6 separate regions of the Mus musculus genome follow, and all the other regions are linked to region 1. Evidence: chromatin contacts called from public HiChIP or PLAC-seq and promoter capture Hi-C data. All regions are on one chromosome and are shown on one strand. The core of a region is the stretch at or near the end of the contact, and the rest is flanking DNA. Distances in the headings are between cores, read along the strand shown.

Region 1 (2,784 bases), core at 97-2,596:
GGAATCTCTGCCTAGCTGTAGGCATGCCCTAGTCTCTTCCCTTAAGGTCTAATCCAATGGGGCAGGTCAGGGTCTGGCTGGGAGACATCTACTAGGAAGGTAGGTTCAGCTTAAGAGCAAGTTTTCCCTTCCCAGACTCCTTCCAATGCCCCATTCAGTCCTAAGAGCAGAGCCTTGGTTAGGTTTGGCTGACCTCAATGGGTCTGACCTGCTTTCTGAGGCACGACAAAAAAACTGTGTAACTATTTATTGTTCCATCTTTTTCCTTCAGGTGCTGGCCAGAGCTCTCTAACTTAGCATTAGACTTCCTCCTCTTTGCGGAAGTTCCACCTCTCACCCCAAGGCTGTCTGCCACTGAGGCCGGTCATATTTATACTCTACATCTTCCTCTTTGGGACAACTTAAAGATTAACAAATTGCCTGCTCTTGGGTTTTCTTTTTAAAATTCTAATAAGTTGTCCTTGAGTTGTTCTGTTTTAGTTTATTCTTTTATTAATAAAACTAAGATCCCCAGGAAGGAACCCAAATTCCTAGGTTATCATATGTTGACTCTGCAGGGACACCCAAAAATTTCAGGTAATGCTGTCCTCCTTTTTAATCCTTGAGCTGACAAAGAGAACCGAACCCAGTCCTGCACTTCTAGATGACATCACTGGAGGTGGAGTTGATCCAAACACACCATATGTGTCAAATTCTCAAAACCAAGAAAACGTTATATTCATAGCCGCGTGGACTACCTATAGAGTTCTAGGGTCCAGCCTCAACTACCTGGCTGCAACCTTGTCCCAAAATTAAAACAAAAACTCACGCACCTCAAAACAACAATGATTACACCTCTTCTCTCCACCCCCAAAATGTAAAGGTTAATTTCCTGTGGTGTACCTTTTACTCAAAGATCTAGACTTTTTTTTTTTTTTTACAATATATAATAGAGAGAGCGTTTTAGAATATGTTTAGTTGGAATGGATCAAAAAATAAAATGTGAGACTTTAAATAAAAGGTCCATTCCTTGAGTTGCATTTAACTCTCCTCCAGGATTAGGGCTATCTAGGTGCGTTTGTTTGGTGTCCTGCACAGAACAGATTTGCAAACGAAGTAAAGGAAACCTGTGTTTGCTAAGGGCCTCCAAGAGCCTCCCAATTCCCCAACCTCAGGAGAGGATACAAGTTCCCCAAGGCGGGCGAGCAACTGAAGCAACTCTTGCGTTGGATTGAGTCATCCCCCCTTGTCCCCCGCACCCAGCCCTTCCTCCTCCGGAGGCCTCCGGGCTGGCTTCCGCTCTAGGCTCCTCCTGGTTCCTCTCCATGGTACAAGCGGTCTCTCTAGCCGCCCTCGCCGTCCTCTCGGTTTCTGCGCGGGGCCGGCGGTGGTGTGGAAAGCCGAGCTTGGCCTGTGCAGAGACGGTGCTTCCGGAGCCCAGCGGAGACCCGTGGCAGCTCAGGTGGACCGGGCCGGGTCGGGCCGTAGGGCTGTGAGTGGACTCTACCGATGGCACTTGAATGTGGGAGGCCGCGGTGAACCGGGAGGAGTGTTGGGAGGGGAGGCTTGTACGGCGGAAGGGGCTTGTAGCAGCCTGGCACCCGGCTCTACCCTGCACACAGTAGGTCCGCCACTGCATCAGATTGCAGGGTTTTATTTGAACCAGGGCCTCGCCACTGCTGAGCTTCATCCTCAGCTTCTTTGTGAGGACTCACTCGTGCCAAATGTCCTAAACTACCCTCCAACTCATCAAGCCCCTCCTGAGTAGCTCAGATTACAGAAACGAGTAACCAGGCCTGGGGCTTTTAAGTTTTGTTGTTTTGTTTTGTTTTTTGAGACAGTTTCTCTGTGTAGTCTTGGCTGACTTGGAATTCTCTATGTGGACGAGGCTAACCTAGAACTCACAGAGATCCGCCTGCCTCTGCCTCCCAAGTCTAACTTTAAAAACATTTTGTTTTATTACTTTATTTTGTATGGATGGATGTCTTGCCAGTATGTATGTGCCAGCAGTGCGTGGCTGGAGCCCCGACAGATCAGAACAGGGCGTCGGATTACCTTGAAACTGGAGTTACAGGATAGTCTGAGCCACCGGCGTGGGTGCTGGGAATTAACTTGGGTCTTCTGGAACCATCTCTCCAGACCGTCTTTAAAATTCACAATCTTCGCAGTTCTAACCGTGTGATATTTAGTTACGCACTTTGGTGGGTTGAGGGTTTCATTTGTTTCGTTTTGTTTTAAATTTTTTTCTACCCTAGTGCTGTTGATTATGTCTGATGAGTTGAGGCATTGGCAGAGAGTAGGGGCATTAATGAGTGAATCCCACGCGGGGTTGTGGTGGGGATCATTGCAGAGAAGTGGGATCCGATCACATCGATTTCAAGGAGAGTCTGCCATTTGGGACTCTAGGAATTTCTGACCTTGTGTTTATTCAAAAAATTTCTAAAGAGTAAAGTGTCAGAATTTGCTAATTAGAGAAGCCTTGGCTGTTGAGGGAATCCGGTAGTGCCTTGCCTTTGGAGCTTTGCATATAATGCACTAACAAGTAGCAGAGTATGGTGTTGCTGTAAAGCAGAAAGACTGGAAGTTTACTCTTTTACATAGGTTGATGGAAACCTCCGAGGTGAAGGAGGAATTAGTGATGCTTGAAGAATTGATACGAACAAGTGGGGTATACAGATGACTGGATCCCATGGTGGCTGGAGAATATGTGACCCCCGAGCCACCATACTCTGAGGAGGTTTTGCTGACTTGACCTGTGATTGGCCAAACTTGGTGGGCCTAGAGACAATGTAACTTAAAATTGGA
Region 2 (2,841 bases), core at 115-2,614, 520 kb after region 1:
TCCCTATGAGTCTATGGGGGCCAGTTTCATTCAAACCACCACAGCGGGGTGTGGTGTAACAGCTATCAGAAGCTTCTCCTCTTCCAAGCTCTTCATGCTCATTTAATGCTATCAACAATCCATCGGAGAAGTATTCTTTTAGCCTGCTTGCATAGACAAGGAAACTAACATAATAAAGCAAATGAGTAATTGTTCAGAACTACTCAGCTCCAAGTGACCCCAGACTCCATGCTCTTAACTTCTGCATGATCTTAAGAGAAAAGTCCCATGGTCGCTGAGGGGTTGGTGTGAAAGTGAAGATCCAAAGGAAGTAGAACAGATGCTGTACAAGAATCATAAGCCCTTTGAGAACTCCCAAGGTCATCCCAGGATTAAGGATGAGACGGCTTATAATGGGTTGGTCCACTGGCCTGTGAGGTGAGGGCTTGATCCATGCAAATGTAAACAATTAAAAAGGAAAGCCAATTTCAACAGATCTCTGGATGCTCCTCTATTTTAAAAACTCAAAGAGGATACACAAGAGGCTGGCCAAGCCAGTCAGACAGGTTTTGATTTTGTCTGTCTGAACAGTACAGAGAAGATAAAACTTCACATTATTGAACTCGGTTGGTTCATCATAGCTTCTCAGTCTTTTGGCTAAGATCCAGTGTAAACTTGGTTCATTTACATAACACATGCTACTTGGCTTTTTTTTTTTTTTAAGGAGCGGAAAATCTACATAATGGGCATTTTTCTCTTTATTAATTCTCTAAGCTTGGCACTTCATTTACTTTTCACTTACCACAATGGGAAGTCTTTAAATGAAAATGGTGCCCATCAAAGGTAAGAAGTTAAGGCTTGTCACAGAGGAAATGAGACAGTCTAATCAAGGCATTTAATCCTGATCAGGACATCCTGGGTCCTTGGGTCCCTGCCATTTCCCCCTCTTGCCTTTTGTTAGTGATCCACCAAGTGAGTGCTCCTAAAATTCTATTTTATTGACGATCCCTTATCCACACCTACAATCTCCGACTTTCCCAGACGGTTTGATTTTTGTATCTCAAAATAGAAACTGGCTCTGAGGGCTGGGTGTGGGAAAGGCAAAGGTGAACTAAGACTTCTTTAAGACATGCTTGGGCCTTATATCAAGGGTTATTTTGTTCACTCAAGGTTCCTTGCTCTTTGTCCTGAACATGCACTTTGCATCTATAGTCTCTCTCTGAGAATTATCCTCGTAACTAACTACAGGAGGCAGCCAAACTGAGTGTCTGGCATATGTCCCAAGTATTTACAAAGAGAAATCATGTGACCTGAGAAAGATGTGCTTCGTTTAGGTGGCATTGTGCTGAGCCAAACCAGAGCCAAGAGGAGGGAAGAGTCTCAAAGTGAGAAAGGCGCTTTTACAGAGGCTCAGATTGAAACAAAGAAGGCTTTTGGAGTGTCACATCAAGAGCCATGGAATGGTGCCCAGGGCTCCCAAATACTAATTTACTTTTCAGATTGTTTGGGCTTTAATTAGGGAAGCCTTGCCCAAAAGGATTAAAAATCTTGAACTTTGAGAAAGAACGATTTTGCAAGGGCAAGTGGGAAGAAGGCTGAGCTGATGCAGACGACAAAGCAGCCCAGAGCTCGTGTAGTCAAAGATTAGAACTGGAAGCCCTAAAGAGGAGCTGGTAGCTTCATCTACAAGAGACGTTCAGACTAACACTCCATTCAAGTGTGAAAACAACCATCATGAAGAAACATCCTTCTGTGGTTTTAATCTTTCTGTATTAATCAAGAATCTGTGGCCCACATCACCCCTGACTTAAATATTCTAAAGTATCTAAAGTCTAAGCTTTTTTGGATCTAAATTCTATTCATGGGAAAACTCCCAGGCACATTTTACAGCTGTGCCCATGCACTTCCTCTCTCCGAAGAGCTCTCTGAATCTGTGAATGGTTGACCCCGTGTTCTACTGAATCTACTTTCAGACACCTGGGCACATTGTGTTGCAATCATTTTGTAACATGACTGCAAAAGAATGCAAAGAGAAGAAGTGGTGGCTTGGATGAGGATGGGCCCAGAGGCTCAAATGTTTGAAAACTTGGTTCCCAGTTGGGAGAATTGTTTGGGAAGAACTAGGAGGTGTTGGACAAGGCCTGTCACTGTGGATGGGCTTTGAGGTTTCAACAGACTACTGAAATTCCCAGTTTGCTCTTTCTGTGTTCAAGCTGTGAACTCTCAGCTACTGTTCCACATGTCTTGTTGTCTGCTGTCATGCTCTCTTCCATGGCAGCCACTCTCTGAAGCTGTAAGCCCCAAGTAAATGCTTTCTGTCGTAAGTCACCTTGGTCATAATTTTATCACAGCAATAGAAAAGTAATTAAGATAGTATACACACACACACACACATATCCATATATATCCATATATGTGTGTGTGTGTATGTTTTAAGTGATATTAATATTTTAAAGCACCACTGTACTAACCAAATCATTTATGAAACCATTGCTAATAACAAACCATTCTTGATTATTTATACATTCTTTTGTCTACTTAACTTGTAGAAGTAATGAAGAAATTTTATATTTATTATAATCTTGGTTTTCTTTCCAACATATTTGGATCCTAAATAACATACTATGCAATATGTTTGTTTTGAACTTAATATATGTTTCTCTTAAATATTCATCATTTGTATTGATGAATGAATTATGCATTCTCAATGGGGGAGATAGCACCCTCAGGGGGGTGAAAATTAGTTTGAAAACATGGAAAATTATATCCCATTAAGTTTTGTATGTATATGTATATATAGAGAGATATAAAATCAGTTTATAAGTACACAGAGTATAAATATACAATTTATTGCATTAAAAT
Region 3 (2,700 bases), core at 82-2,581, 550 kb before region 1:
TTACATGCTTTATCACAGGGATGAAAATAAAATAAAACAAAAAAACGAAAAACAAACAAACAAAAAACCCAACTAATACAGAATATTGATGGTAAGGAGTGAGACTGTTGTTGGGATCAACTGGGCCATGCAGTTTTACAGGCCACTGGACACTGTAGAATAATGAGTAGTACTTCTTGTCTCTACATGTTAGATGATGACAACCTAAGATATCTCCCAACAGTGACACATGTCCACTACTACAAAACTGCTCCTGTTGAAAGGCACCACTTTCCTACGGCAAAAAGTGTATTTCATTCTTTTGCAAGACAAACCAGTCCCCTAAAAGAATGGCCACTCTATCAGACAGTTTCCACATTGGAGAGGTTAAATTTGATTGTGTTGGGATAATTGCATATGCTTGATATGGAATATTTCTTGGCATCAGGTCTGCCATTATGACTTGCACATGTGTGAATTGTACAGTATCAGTATTCAATAAAATGTAATGGCAGTCACCATTTTCTGTGATGAAGAGTATACACAGCCTCTAGAGCAGCTGCATCCAGGAGATGAAACTGACATCATGTGAACACTTCCCTCAGTTTTCATGAATACTTTAGTATGAACTCCATTCTTGTTCAGACTTTCTCAGTGAGATTATTGCCAAGTTTCTAAACTTACATCTTTCATCCTTAAGATATATTCTCTATTTTTCAATGTTTCATTTTTAAGTCTGACACTTACAGGTCTGATTTGAATTTCAGATCCAACTTGTGATGAACTTCGATAAAGGATGATAAACCCACCCATTAGATGAAACACGATTACATAAACAAATATTAAAATTAATAGAAATGATTTTTTTTCTGAAGTCCATTTGGAATTAGCACTGCCAAAAATTTTAAATGTGGCAGTGAGGTTGAATGTAGAAATTAGCACTGATCTGTACAGGCAATCTTCCTAATATGATACATGAGTTTTATACCTCCTTTACAGAAGCAAGCAGCCAAAGCTGGCCTCCCCAGCTTCCTCAGAGTCCCAAGACCTCTCATTAAGAAATATTAGTCACAAAACCTAAAAGAATCAATAATACTGAGAAACTGAAACAGCATATAATTCATCCCCTTGGAAACTTTTCAAAAATATCACCTCGTTGATGCAGCGGAGGATTTCTTTGCCTACTATAAATTAGAGGGAGAAAAAGAAGCAAAAAAAGGCAGAGGGAGAAAATCTGAGCTGCCTGACAATTACCCTGCGTGCATCACTCACTGCAATCACACCCACACTCCTGTGCCAGCACTCCGGCAACCAAAGGCAAGCAAGCTCACAGCACCCTCACCCACCCTCACACACACCTACTACCTCAGAGTCGGCCCACCAGGCTGACAATCACACTGGCAACTGAGCACCTCCAAAGCCTTCTTCCCCCACATTATTTCCTAGGTTACCAGCTCCTTAACACCAAAGGGCTTACTGAACTGGCAAGAAAATGCCCCAGAGACACACAGCAAAGCCCAACAGCACAGAAAATGTAATCTTGGTACATACATAAAATTATTTTAACAGTCTTTCAGAGAAGATAGGCTGCAGGCAAGGCCTCATCTACATTAACTCTCTTTCAGCCCCTCTTCCCAAGGTATAGCAAGATCTCAATATCTAATTTGAGATGACTAAGCTTGAGCCATGTTTGTGTGTGCCTGAACTAACAGACAAACCTAACGCAGTTATCACTAGGAGAGATGAGCAGTGTATGAGGAGGAGGAGAATGGAGTGGGTGCCAGGAATTCCAAAGAGCAGTCCTCCCTCGGGGAGCTGGGTGCCAGGCTCTGTGGGATGGGCAGGAGACAAAAATAGCCTTCTCCTGCATCTCTGTGGGGCCAGTGGTGGGTGGGCAGCTGGATCTCTCTGTGACCCAGTTAGAGGAAACCTTTCTGAGAGCTGGAGCTGGCCTCGTGTACAATGAGAGTAATAATAACTGACAAGATGGTTTCCTCGCTGTTTAATGATGACAACAATATTTAATTTATCCCTGAGAATGGTGTAGTAAGGGTTAAACAAAACTCCACGTTCAGAAGACATTGTTTGGTCTGTGGCTTATCGTAAAGTTCAGTAAATATTATCTCATAATAGAAGTTTGGCTGAATAATGAAACTAATGCAGAACTGCATCCCACACCTTACAAGGCACTTACCTGTCTATTTTAAACTACATCACCCCCAGACTTTGATTGCCCTAGTTTTATGGTTTCACAGTGTTCAAATAGAGTTCATCTTATAATCTGAGTGCACACTCCTTAGCTCTATGTCTGATGAAGTTTCAAAAGTAGCCTGTTGCTACTGCTGACCTTTGCACTTGTTTAACACAGACATACACTTGGTCTTCCAGAGTCCTTGACACAGTCTGTGCAATATGCAGATGGGCGTGTGTCATTTTTACTTTGTTGATAAGAGAACAGAGCTTAAAGGATTTAAATGATATCTATAACTAAACAATTAGGAATAGGCAAAAAAGCTTCCATGCGGGTTAGGATTCTGAGGAGGAGGCTCATTTACTTTGCCATAGGCAGTATGTGCTTGTGTAATTGGGTGTACACACACACACACACACACACACACACACACACACACACAGAGAGAGAGAGAGAGAGAGAGAGAGAGAGAGAGAATCCATGACAGTAGCAGCAGCTGCTATTTGTTGGGTGTCTATAAAGCTGCAGGT
Region 4 (2,787 bases), core at 46-2,545, 980 kb before region 1:
CTTTCACTAGAACATCTTTAAGATTGGTTATCTGAGTCTGAAGCTCTCTCTTAGTTCGAAGTAATCGCTGAACGGACGGAGAACCCAGTGATATGGGATGAGCGGTAGGGGGAATGGGGGCAAGTAAGGAGGGGGGGTGGGTTTAAAGGGCTCCACGGCAACATAGGCACCGGGTCCCAGACCATAGCAGTCCCATTCATAATTGAAAGCCTCTTAATCAAGTTCTTCCTCAGAGGAGGGATCAAGGGAGTCATTTGACAATTCTTTATATAAAATTGGATAAATTCTCTTGGGTTTTGTTGAGGGCTGAAGAGCACTCTTTTCTCCTGAGGCAGACTTTGCCTGGGAGGGAGGGGAATATGGAGGGAATCTTTAGGAATAGGGTCGTTAATTATTGGCCGAGATGCTGGAGGCATCAGCGGTTTGATTTCACTTTTACAGGACAGTGAATGGGAGTTTTATAAAAACTTCAGTAAGGGCTAAGAGGGAGGCGCCTTCTGCGCCCTCTTCTGCCTGTTTAAGGAGATCTCTGACACGATTCCCCAATAGCTAAAAAAGAACTCAGGGACATCTTCTCCTTGTTTTATTAAACTATTGATTTCTTTGCCTATTTTATTCCAGGTTAAAGGGTGTATTTCAGGGCCACTCAGTATCAGCCACGGACATCTTTCGTCCACAAAACAAACAAAATAAAAAATATTAAATCCTTTATCTTAACTCCAATCCCTCTCTCCTTAAGAGACCCCTTCATCTCTTGAATAAAAACTGCCTCTTTGGACAGAACCTTCCCCATGGTAGATGGGACAACAACTGAATGCCCAGGCTTACCTCTCGAGACCTTGACACTGGAGCAAAGTGGCAGAAAACTGACTCACTGTCTGTGTGGTACCTCTCGAATCCATTGTCCAGAAGGTGGTCGTACCTCGTGCCCCATGTCTGGCGCCACTTGACCTGTCCAGCAGATCCAGTTATTCGAGGGTCTCGAGGGGATCTTCTAAGAACCAAATGGGGGGAGGGAGAGACGGACACCAAGTGCAGGAACGACACAGAAGCAGTGTGAGTAGCATCAAGGTGTCACTGTATTCAGCAAGGCTCAAGGCTTAAATGCACAAGCAAAAGAGGAAGTACTTCTCTGCAGGAAGGATGGGGCAGCAGAAAATTTTCTTTTGGCAGCTACACGGGGAAGCAGGAACTTGGTGGTATCAGGGTGTGGTCAGGACATCTGGCACTGACCTAGGGCTGGAACATTCTGTGGTTGTTCTCGGAACGGTGCATCTGTGGCCTGCTTCTGACCCCCCTTTTCTTCTCGGAGGGAGAGGCCCAATTTGGAGATCAAGACAATAGAGTTGTACAAGCCTGCAATCCCACCAACAATGGAGGAGTGTTCCTCTTTCTCCACATCCTCGCCAGCATCTGCTGTCACCTGAATTTTTGATCTTAGACATTCTGACTGGTGTGAGGTGGAATCTCAGGGTTGTTTTGATTTGCATTTCCCTGATGATTAAGGATGTTGAACATTTTTTCAGGTGCTTCTCTGCCATTCGGTATTCCTCAGGTGAGAATTCTTTGTTCAGTTCTGAGCCCCATTTTTTAAGGGGGTTATTTGATTTTCTGAGGTCCACCTTCTTGAGTTCTTTATATATGTTGGATATTAGTCCCCTATCTGATTTAGGATAGGTAAAGATCCTTTCCCAATCTGTTGGTGGTCTCTTTGTCTTATTGACGGTGTCTTTTGCCTTGCAGAAACTTTGGAGTTTCATTAGGTCCCATTTGTCAATTCTCGATCTTACAGCACAAGCCATTGCTGTTCTGTTCAGGAATTTTTCCCATGTGCCCATATCTTCAAGGCTTTTCCCCACTTTCTCCTCTATAAGTTTCAGTGTCTCTGGTTTTATGTGAAGTTCTTTGATCCATTTAGATTTGACCTTAGTACAAGGAGATAAATATGGATCGATTCGCATTCTTCTACATGATAACAACCAGTTGTGCCAGCACCAATTGTTGAAAATGCTGTCTTTCTTCCACTGGATGGTTTTGGCTCCCTTGTCGAAGATCAAGTGACCATAGGTGTGTGGGTTCATTTCTGGGTCTTCAATTCTATTCCATTGGTCTACTTGTCTGTCTCTATACCAGTACCATGCAGTTTTTATCACAATTGCTCTGTAGTAAAGCTTTAGGTCAGGCGTGGTGATTCCACCAGAAGTTCTTTTATCCTTGAGAAGACTTTTTGCTATCCTAGGTTTTTTGTTATTCCAGATGAATTTGCAAATCGCTCCTTCTAATTCGTTGAAGAATTGAGTTGGAATTTTGATGGGGATTGCATTGAATCTGTAGATTGCTTTTGGCAAGATAGCCATTTTTACAATGTTGATCCTGCCAATCCATGAGCATGGGAGATCTTTCCATCTTCTGAGATCTTCTTTAATTTCTTTCTTCAGAGACTTGAAGTTTTTATCATACAGATCTTTCACTTCCTTAGTTAGAGTCACGCCAAGATATTTTATATTATTTGTGACTATTGAGAAGGGTGTTGTTTCCCTAATTTCTAATATCCTAAATCAGATAGGGGACTAATATCCAACATATATAAAGAACTCAAGAAGGTGGACTTCAGAAAATCAAATAACCCCATTAAAAAATGGGGCTCAGAACTGAACAAAGAATTCTCACCTGAGGAATACCGAATGGCAGAGAAGCACCTGAAAAATGTTCAACATCCTTAATCATCAGGGAAATGCAAATCAAAACAACTCTGAGATTCCACTTCACACCAGTCAGAATGGCTAA
Region 5 (2,741 bases), core at 47-2,546, 620 kb after region 1:
CTCCCCTTCCCTCTAGTCCCAGATGCTTTGATCAGTATCACAAGACAAAAATGTACATGCTGGCACACACAGTAGCAAATCAAAGTAAAAATGTTAAGGAATGTACTTGTACCAGCATGAGGGAGTCCAAGGCCAGACAGACTCCACCAACAGAAATCCCTTGCACATTTTACCTGTGTTTCTTTGGGGGCTGCACATTTTCAAAGAGCTCTTTCTCTGCTTTCTTTGGAAGACTGCCATCAGCAGCAAGGTTGTACGAAGGGTCCTGCCAAGCATACTTGAGCGTCCTGCGACAGGCTTCCATGCGGAGGTGGGCTCTTGCATGAGAATCTCTGTTAAGATGCGGGAGCAAGGTCAAGGCTAAGAATGCTGATGTGTGTTCACGGGGTCTCCATGTGCAGCCTGACCACAGCCTACAGGATACTGGTGCTTCTGTAAATCACATTTTCACAGGGGTGTCTAGATTTGGAAAGCCATTCCTCACTAGTACACAATTTAGATCTTTTAGTAGAGGCCTACAAATAAAATTCCTCAATCATATAATAAACAACATGCATTTTTGCTATTTTGGTTTTGAAAAGCGGATCCATATATTATATTGAAAAGTTATATTAAGACCATTAAACAATTTCAACAATTCATAATGAACATGAAATGACACTCCTAATACCAGGGTAAAGTAGGTCATAGTTCTGCCAGAAGCAGTATAGTCCAGATGACTGAGTGGCATGTGTTATAGATGTTAAAAAATCTTATTCTCAGCAGAGGAATCTAAAGTGACTTAAAGCACAGCTGCACACGTGCTTTTTAATTGAGAAAATTACATGGAAACTCTAGAATATAATAGTGATAGTTTAGATGCTTAAGACACAGATGGGTGAGGTAGCGCACACTGTTCAGACCCACGGATTCTAAGCTCCAGGTTGCTGTTAGAAAAGCCTTGCTTTGAGTGGGACTTGGAAGCAGCATTATAAAGACTGTTTTGCCAAGGGTGGGATAAACACACAGGCAAAGCAGCAAGTGTACCTCAGGCCCAGCAAGCTACTGGGTAAATAGTGTTCCTTCTCTGGGGAATACTGTAGGCACTTGAGTGGTGGTGATAATTTGATGTAACTGCGAGCATTATGAAATGAGCAGAGTCTTCCAGGGCAACTCTGCTGCTAACACATGTGGCTGTGCACTTATCAGGGGCCAGGGCCAGCGCTGCTTATGGATATAAGATTGGAGTGTAGCCAAGGCCTCCTGAGCACAGGCAGCTTCCCACGCCACCTATTCCCAGTGGTTGAAAATACACCAGTGCCATCTTGTGTTGGAAATAGAAAGCACAGCCCTGTCACCCTCACCCTACTTGCAATTAATTCACCAGCCTTTGATATTCCTGGTAAGTCAAATGTAGTCAAGTCAGTTTTTAAGGAGCCTTTAAAAAATTATCTTGTTTAAATAATTAACTAACCAAATTGCTAATTTATCAGCTGCATCTCCATTAGTTACACATTCCTTTAATCAATATTTATCTAGCTTCTACTGTATGCGAGGTATAGAATTCTTTGTGTGGGGTACAGCAATAAACAGGACAATGATGCTCACATTGTGTTGGTAAGAAGAAAGATAATAGACAAGGACATGAGTGGCCACAGCTAGTGCTCCCCCACCCCCATGGAAGAACACAGCATACGGCAGGGAGAGTCACTGCCATGGGATCTGCTGTATTCTGAGACCTCTCAGAAGCTACACTAAAACAGAGGCCTGGGAAGAAATCCCCTAGACGAGGCAGAACACTCTAGTCAGAACCAAAGGCAAACAAGCAAAGGAGCAAATGGAGAATTCACCTGACTCACTGGAGGGAGAGTAAGATGCTGATGTGACAGGGTGAGTGGTTAGGGAGGAAGGGCCACACAGGGCTCAGAAGTCACAAAGGGACAATCTCTGCAATGTTGAGAAAATGAGAAGGCCATTCCCAAAGTCTGTGCTCTGAGTTTGCCTCCCATCAGCAGGGATGGGACCAGTGCCCAGGCTCACCCAGATCCTAACAGGCTTTGCCACCCATCTCCCCACAGAGCCCAGTGATGAAAACGGCTCATCCTTTAGCCCTGAAATCATACATACAAGTAGCATATGGATCAAGCAAGTTATACTTAGGGACATCCATGTACATACATATGCTCTTGTGATAGTGAAAACAGAAAGAGGCCCTGGGTTTGAAGGAGAGTAAGGAGGGACATTTGGGAGAGCCTGAATGAAGGAAAGGGAAGGGGGTAATGACGTAATTAAATTATAATCTCATTAGAAAAGAAAGAAGGATCTCTTGTGGATTTATGTCCTCAGAGTGTGCTCCACGGATGTCCTTCCTTAAGTCACCTCAAGCCGCCCTTGCTAGGTCCTCTATATATACAGACTGAAGGACTCCAGAGAAACTGCACGGTGACTTCTAACATAGAGTTTTCCCAGCAAAGACACACTACCAGCCGAGAAGGAAGAACATAAGAGAGGACATGGGACATGGAACATAAGTGAAGGACATGGGACATGGAAGCCAAGGAGGTGGGAACAAGGTGGTTAGACTAGAGCAGAAGAGCATTAAAAGGGCAATAAGGGAGGGGCAAACAAGAGTAACAGATGAAAGTATGGAAAGTCTGGAGCCAAACCCATGACTTTTCATGAAAACAAAAAATAAATTGAAAAAAAAAGCATTTAAATGACTAAAGAAGGCGATCTGCTCAGACATGGTTCAAGGAACTAGT
Region 6 (2,833 bases), core at 196-2,695, 570 kb before region 1:
TACTTATCCTTCTAAAATACCGAAAGAACAAATGCATTCCAGGATTTTGATCATCCATCTTGTGTTTTCTTCTTCCCAGGTACTTTGCTTGATCTTTATTATTTGAACTTTCTTCCCCTGTATCCACGTGCCAATTTTATATTTTGCTATTTAAAGCATATGTTAAATTCTTTGCTTTACTTATACTAGAGAATGACATGATGTTGACTTGGACATATTTTTTAACCTTTCAAAATGTCAATCAAAATAATAGGAAATAGTAACATCAAACTTTGATAAAAATAATACTTATAAATTATATGAAAATAGAATTTGCCCGCATGCATATAAAACCAGTTGGAAAAATAAAATAGAAGTTTAACTAAGTAGAAAAATATATACCCTGGATCAATCTGTAGTTAATTGTCCTAGAGGTGGTGCACATGTTCCACCATGCTCAGTCTGTCTTTGCCCACCTTCTTCATTGTCCATATTGTCCATAGAGTGTCCATAGTGTGTCCATAGTGTGAGGTTGGCATTCTTATACTTTCCTCATGGAAGGCACTCAGAGGTACTGTTTCAGTACAGTTTCATGTTTACTCTTAAGCAGAAATCAAAGTAATAGAAAGAAGTGCAGACATGGTCCAAAATTTATTTTCAAATCTCTGAAATCTTTTTTTTTTTTTTGCTTATTTGTTTGTTTGTTTGTTTGCTTGCTTGTTTTTAGACAGAACATCACTTGTTGTGGTTAGTTTATAGAGAAGATAAGAAAAGTAGTTTTCAAAACAGATGGAGAATGAGTTTGTTAATAGGAAAGGTAATTGAGCATATCTGCTTCAATAACAAAGACATAATCCCAATCTCTGTGTTCAAGAATAAGGTACTATTACCTACCTATCATTAGTATTATTGCTAAATATATTTATCCAAGTAAATGGGAGAGCATATTATATTCAGGTAAGTGCTATCATAAAGGGTTCTGTATTGGGTTTTTTCCTATTGTTCATGTGCCTGTAAGTGATATTATTTAGGGTGGAATATCATTACTGTTTTAACAGAAAGAACATTAATGCTTAATGAGGACTCTTTTCCAATATCTCAGAGCTAGTAAATGTTTAAACTTATATTCTAATTAAAGCCCATTTTAGTTTATAATTCTAAATCAGCCTATTCTGTCACTTGGTGATGCATTCTGTTTTCTTTCCCAAACATGGTGACAATATGAACACTATATTATTTTATACTATAATTTTGAGGCTTAACTCAAATGCTTGATCATCGATCTCTTGAGCAATCTAAGCTGTAAGATGTGAGGATGAGCTATCACAAAGCTACTTAGGAAGAATATGAGATTGAAACACCAGCAGAAGATTCAAAGGAACATTTGTAACAGGCGTATGACTCATTTGGAGCCTGCTTCACAGCACATACAGCCCCCGCATGCTCAGTACCTTAGAACTGCACAATGCACTCCTACTTCTTTTCCCTGAGATCTGCAGGCTTCTTATGCCAATAAGAGATCTACAGGAGGACCAAATATGCTGTGCAGATGAGTCTCATGCTTAACACGTTGGCACTTCTATACCTCATACCTCTGAGTGCTTCTAGGATTCTAGAAGTCATTTACAAGGTGGAATCATTCCTTTCTAGGGTTAGATATATACATGGATTCACATGTCTTACCTGGTGAGGCTCTCTTAGAAGGATTTCAATATTTATTTCAAGATATCTATACTTATGGGCGTTTGTTTTCTAACTATTATATAAAAGATTTCAGACCAAAATTAACCAGAACCTTTACTGTTACCATCTGAAAACACTTTAAGTGTATTAAAGGTGACAAATGATCTGAAAGGTACATTGAGAAAGAGAAGTGTTGGACAACTCTGTAGTAACCGATGGGTATGAATAAAGATCAGATTTAATGATTGGAGTAGAATTGAATGACAAAGGGTGAGCAGACATAAGTAGTTGGAGACAGATATAAGATCAGGAAGATCCACATGATGCTACTATCTCTGAAGCTGCTGGAAAACTGAAAAATGAACATCACAGGACATGTTGAGAGGCTATGAGCAACTTTAACCCTTATAGGTGTCTTCACCTAGACGTTATCAGTCTCATGACTGATATTTTAAAAAAATATCTTCACAATTATACAATGAAAGGAAGTAATCATCATATCTAGTATTTATTCAAATAACTGCTTTATTTAGTGCTCATAGACTTATTCTACAACATTGGGAAGAGAGTGATTGAGAAGAGGTGGCTGATACATTTTAGTAAGAAAATCCAATAATAAATGAGTAAGAACCCAAAACTGTAAGCTTCATATTACATTAAATGGCATAAGTAAGATAGAAATGTCAGAGATAAAGAATGTGAGAATGAGGATATACACCAAAGAAAGAGCTTCTATTACCAAGCAACCTTCTAGCTAAGACAAGAAGGAACAAAGGACTAAACCATGTGAAGATTTTCATAGAGATGTCCCAAATACAGAACCAGAAATGCACAGATCAGAACCAAGAAATGGGAACTTATCAGGAATTATAAAGTGTTTAATGATCAAAGGAGACACTCTTCCAAAGGCCATGCCTAGCCTGTATCTATTCCTCTCGCTGCTCACTTTTAATTCATGTCCGTGAAAACTATGTATATAACTATGTATATCAGCACTGCTTTTACAAAGTCCTCAGATAATTAGTCACTACCTCACCATTCCAAATTTTAAAAGGACTCTGTCTGACCCAGAGTAAGCAAGCTGCCCAACTTCGTTATGATTATTGGTGACTAGTTGAGAGGCCAGGCCTTCTGGTAGCATCATGAAGAAGAGAAGGGAAAAGCCATTATC

What was found. Promoter capture Hi-C pulls out the DNA fragments that hold promoters and counts their contacts. HiChIP or PLAC-seq counts read pairs in DNA pulled down with a chosen protein or histone mark.
Region 2: a contact with region 1 is called in an H3K4me3 HiChIP or PLAC-seq map of stem cell-derived neural progenitor cells, with 13 read pairs. The contact joins the enhancer-like site here to the promoter of Arl14ep in region 1. A contact is called at or near these places in 15 of 39 promoter capture datasets (the 3T3-L1 cell line, the C10 cell line, the HPC-7 cell line and 7 more), 2 of 484 Hi-C or Micro-C datasets (liver and nephron progenitors), 18 of 115 datasets of contacts at active chromatin or transcription factors (the 230-238 cell line, T-cell acute lymphoblastic leukemia, differentiating embryonic stem cells and 7 more) and 1 of 9 other capture datasets (adipose tissue).
Region 3: a promoter capture Hi-C map of hippocampal neurons shows a contact between it and region 1, with 4 times the contacts expected there. The contact joins the enhancer-like site here to the promoter of Arl14ep in region 1. A contact is called at or near these places in 4 of 39 promoter capture datasets (the 3T3-L1 cell line, 3T3-L1-derived adipocytes and hippocampal neurons), 2 of 484 Hi-C or Micro-C datasets (cerebral cortex and cortical neurons) and 2 of 115 datasets of contacts at active chromatin or transcription factors (the NIH/3T3 cell line and embryonic fibroblasts).
Region 4: a contact with region 1 is called in an H3K4me3 HiChIP or PLAC-seq map of the 230-238 cell line, with 11 read pairs. The contact joins the enhancer-like site here to the promoter of Arl14ep in region 1. A contact is called at or near these places in 2 of 39 promoter capture datasets (the C10 cell line and hippocampal neurons) and 3 of 115 datasets of contacts at active chromatin or transcription factors (the 230-238 cell line and embryonic stem cells).
Region 5: a contact with region 1 is called in a promoter capture Hi-C map of Sertoli cells, with 8 times the contacts expected there. The contact joins the enhancer-like site here to the promoter of Arl14ep in region 1. A contact is called at or near these places in 25 of 39 promoter capture datasets (the 3T3-L1 cell line, 3T3-L1-derived adipocytes, the C10 cell line and 14 more), 1 of 15 datasets of contacts at CTCF or cohesin (embryonic stem cells), 30 of 484 Hi-C or Micro-C datasets (the HPC-7 cell line, LSK cells, the N1E-115 cell line and 14 more), 26 of 115 datasets of contacts at active chromatin or transcription factors (T-cell acute lymphoblastic leukemia, bone marrow-derived macrophages, cardiomyocytes and 12 more) and 2 of 9 other capture datasets (embryonic stem cells and pancreatic islet).
Region 6: a contact with region 1 is called in a promoter capture Hi-C map of hippocampal neurons, with 4 times the contacts expected there. The contact joins the enhancer-like site here to the promoter of Arl14ep in region 1. A contact is called at or near these places in 4 of 39 promoter capture datasets (the 3T3-L1 cell line, the C10 cell line and hippocampal neurons) and 1 of 484 Hi-C or Micro-C datasets (the G1E-ER4 cell line).

The regions. Positions count from the first base shown.
Region 1 is chr2:106,972,959-106,975,742 of GRCm38.p6, reverse strand. Arl14ep (ADP-ribosylation factor-like 14 effector protein) reads left to right here and starts at 1,346. Exons shown (of 5, transcript NM_001025102.2): 1 at 1,346-1,471.
Region 2 is chr2:106,453,269-106,456,109 of GRCm38.p6, reverse strand. No RefSeq gene overlaps it. Among named protein-coding and RNA genes, the nearest start is that of Gm46755, 25 kb to the right of the region's middle. Within about 2 kb of position 1,364, at least 16 of the 459 cell types and tissues checked have an H3K27ac peak or open chromatin away from gene starts, as enhancers often do. A contact at or near this core is called in neural progenitor cells and stem cell-derived neural progenitor cells, where this site is marked.
Region 3 is chr2:107,518,597-107,521,296 of GRCm38.p6, reverse strand. No RefSeq gene overlaps it. Among named protein-coding and RNA genes, the nearest start is that of Gm39903, 210 kb to the left of the region's middle. Within about 2 kb of position 1,331, at least 39 of the 459 cell types and tissues checked have an H3K27ac peak or open chromatin away from gene starts, as enhancers often do. A contact at or near this core is called in cerebral cortex, cortical neurons and hippocampal neurons, where this site is marked.
Region 4 is chr2:107,954,314-107,957,100 of GRCm38.p6, reverse strand. No RefSeq gene overlaps it. Among named protein-coding and RNA genes, the nearest start is that of Gm39904, 32 kb to the right of the region's middle. Within about 2 kb of position 1,295, at least 14 of the 459 cell types and tissues checked have an H3K27ac peak or open chromatin away from gene starts, as enhancers often do. A contact at or near this core is called in the 230-238 cell line, where this site is marked.
Region 5 is chr2:106,354,621-106,357,361 of GRCm38.p6, reverse strand. Dcdc5 (doublecortin domain containing 5) reads right to left here. Exons shown (of 24, transcript NM_177844.2): 12 at 174-332. Among named protein-coding and RNA genes, the nearest start is that of Gm36036, 54 kb to the left of the region's middle. Within about 2 kb of position 1,296, at least 17 of the 459 cell types and tissues checked have an H3K27ac peak or open chromatin away from gene starts, as enhancers often do. A contact at or near this core is called in Sertoli cells, embryonic heart and embryonic limb bud, where this site is marked.
Region 6 is chr2:107,541,948-107,544,780 of GRCm38.p6, reverse strand. No RefSeq gene overlaps it. Among named protein-coding and RNA genes, the nearest start is that of Gm39903, 190 kb to the left of the region's middle. Within about 2 kb of position 1,445, at least 12 of the 459 cell types and tissues checked have an H3K27ac peak or open chromatin away from gene starts, as enhancers often do. A contact at or near this core is called in hippocampal neurons, where this site is marked.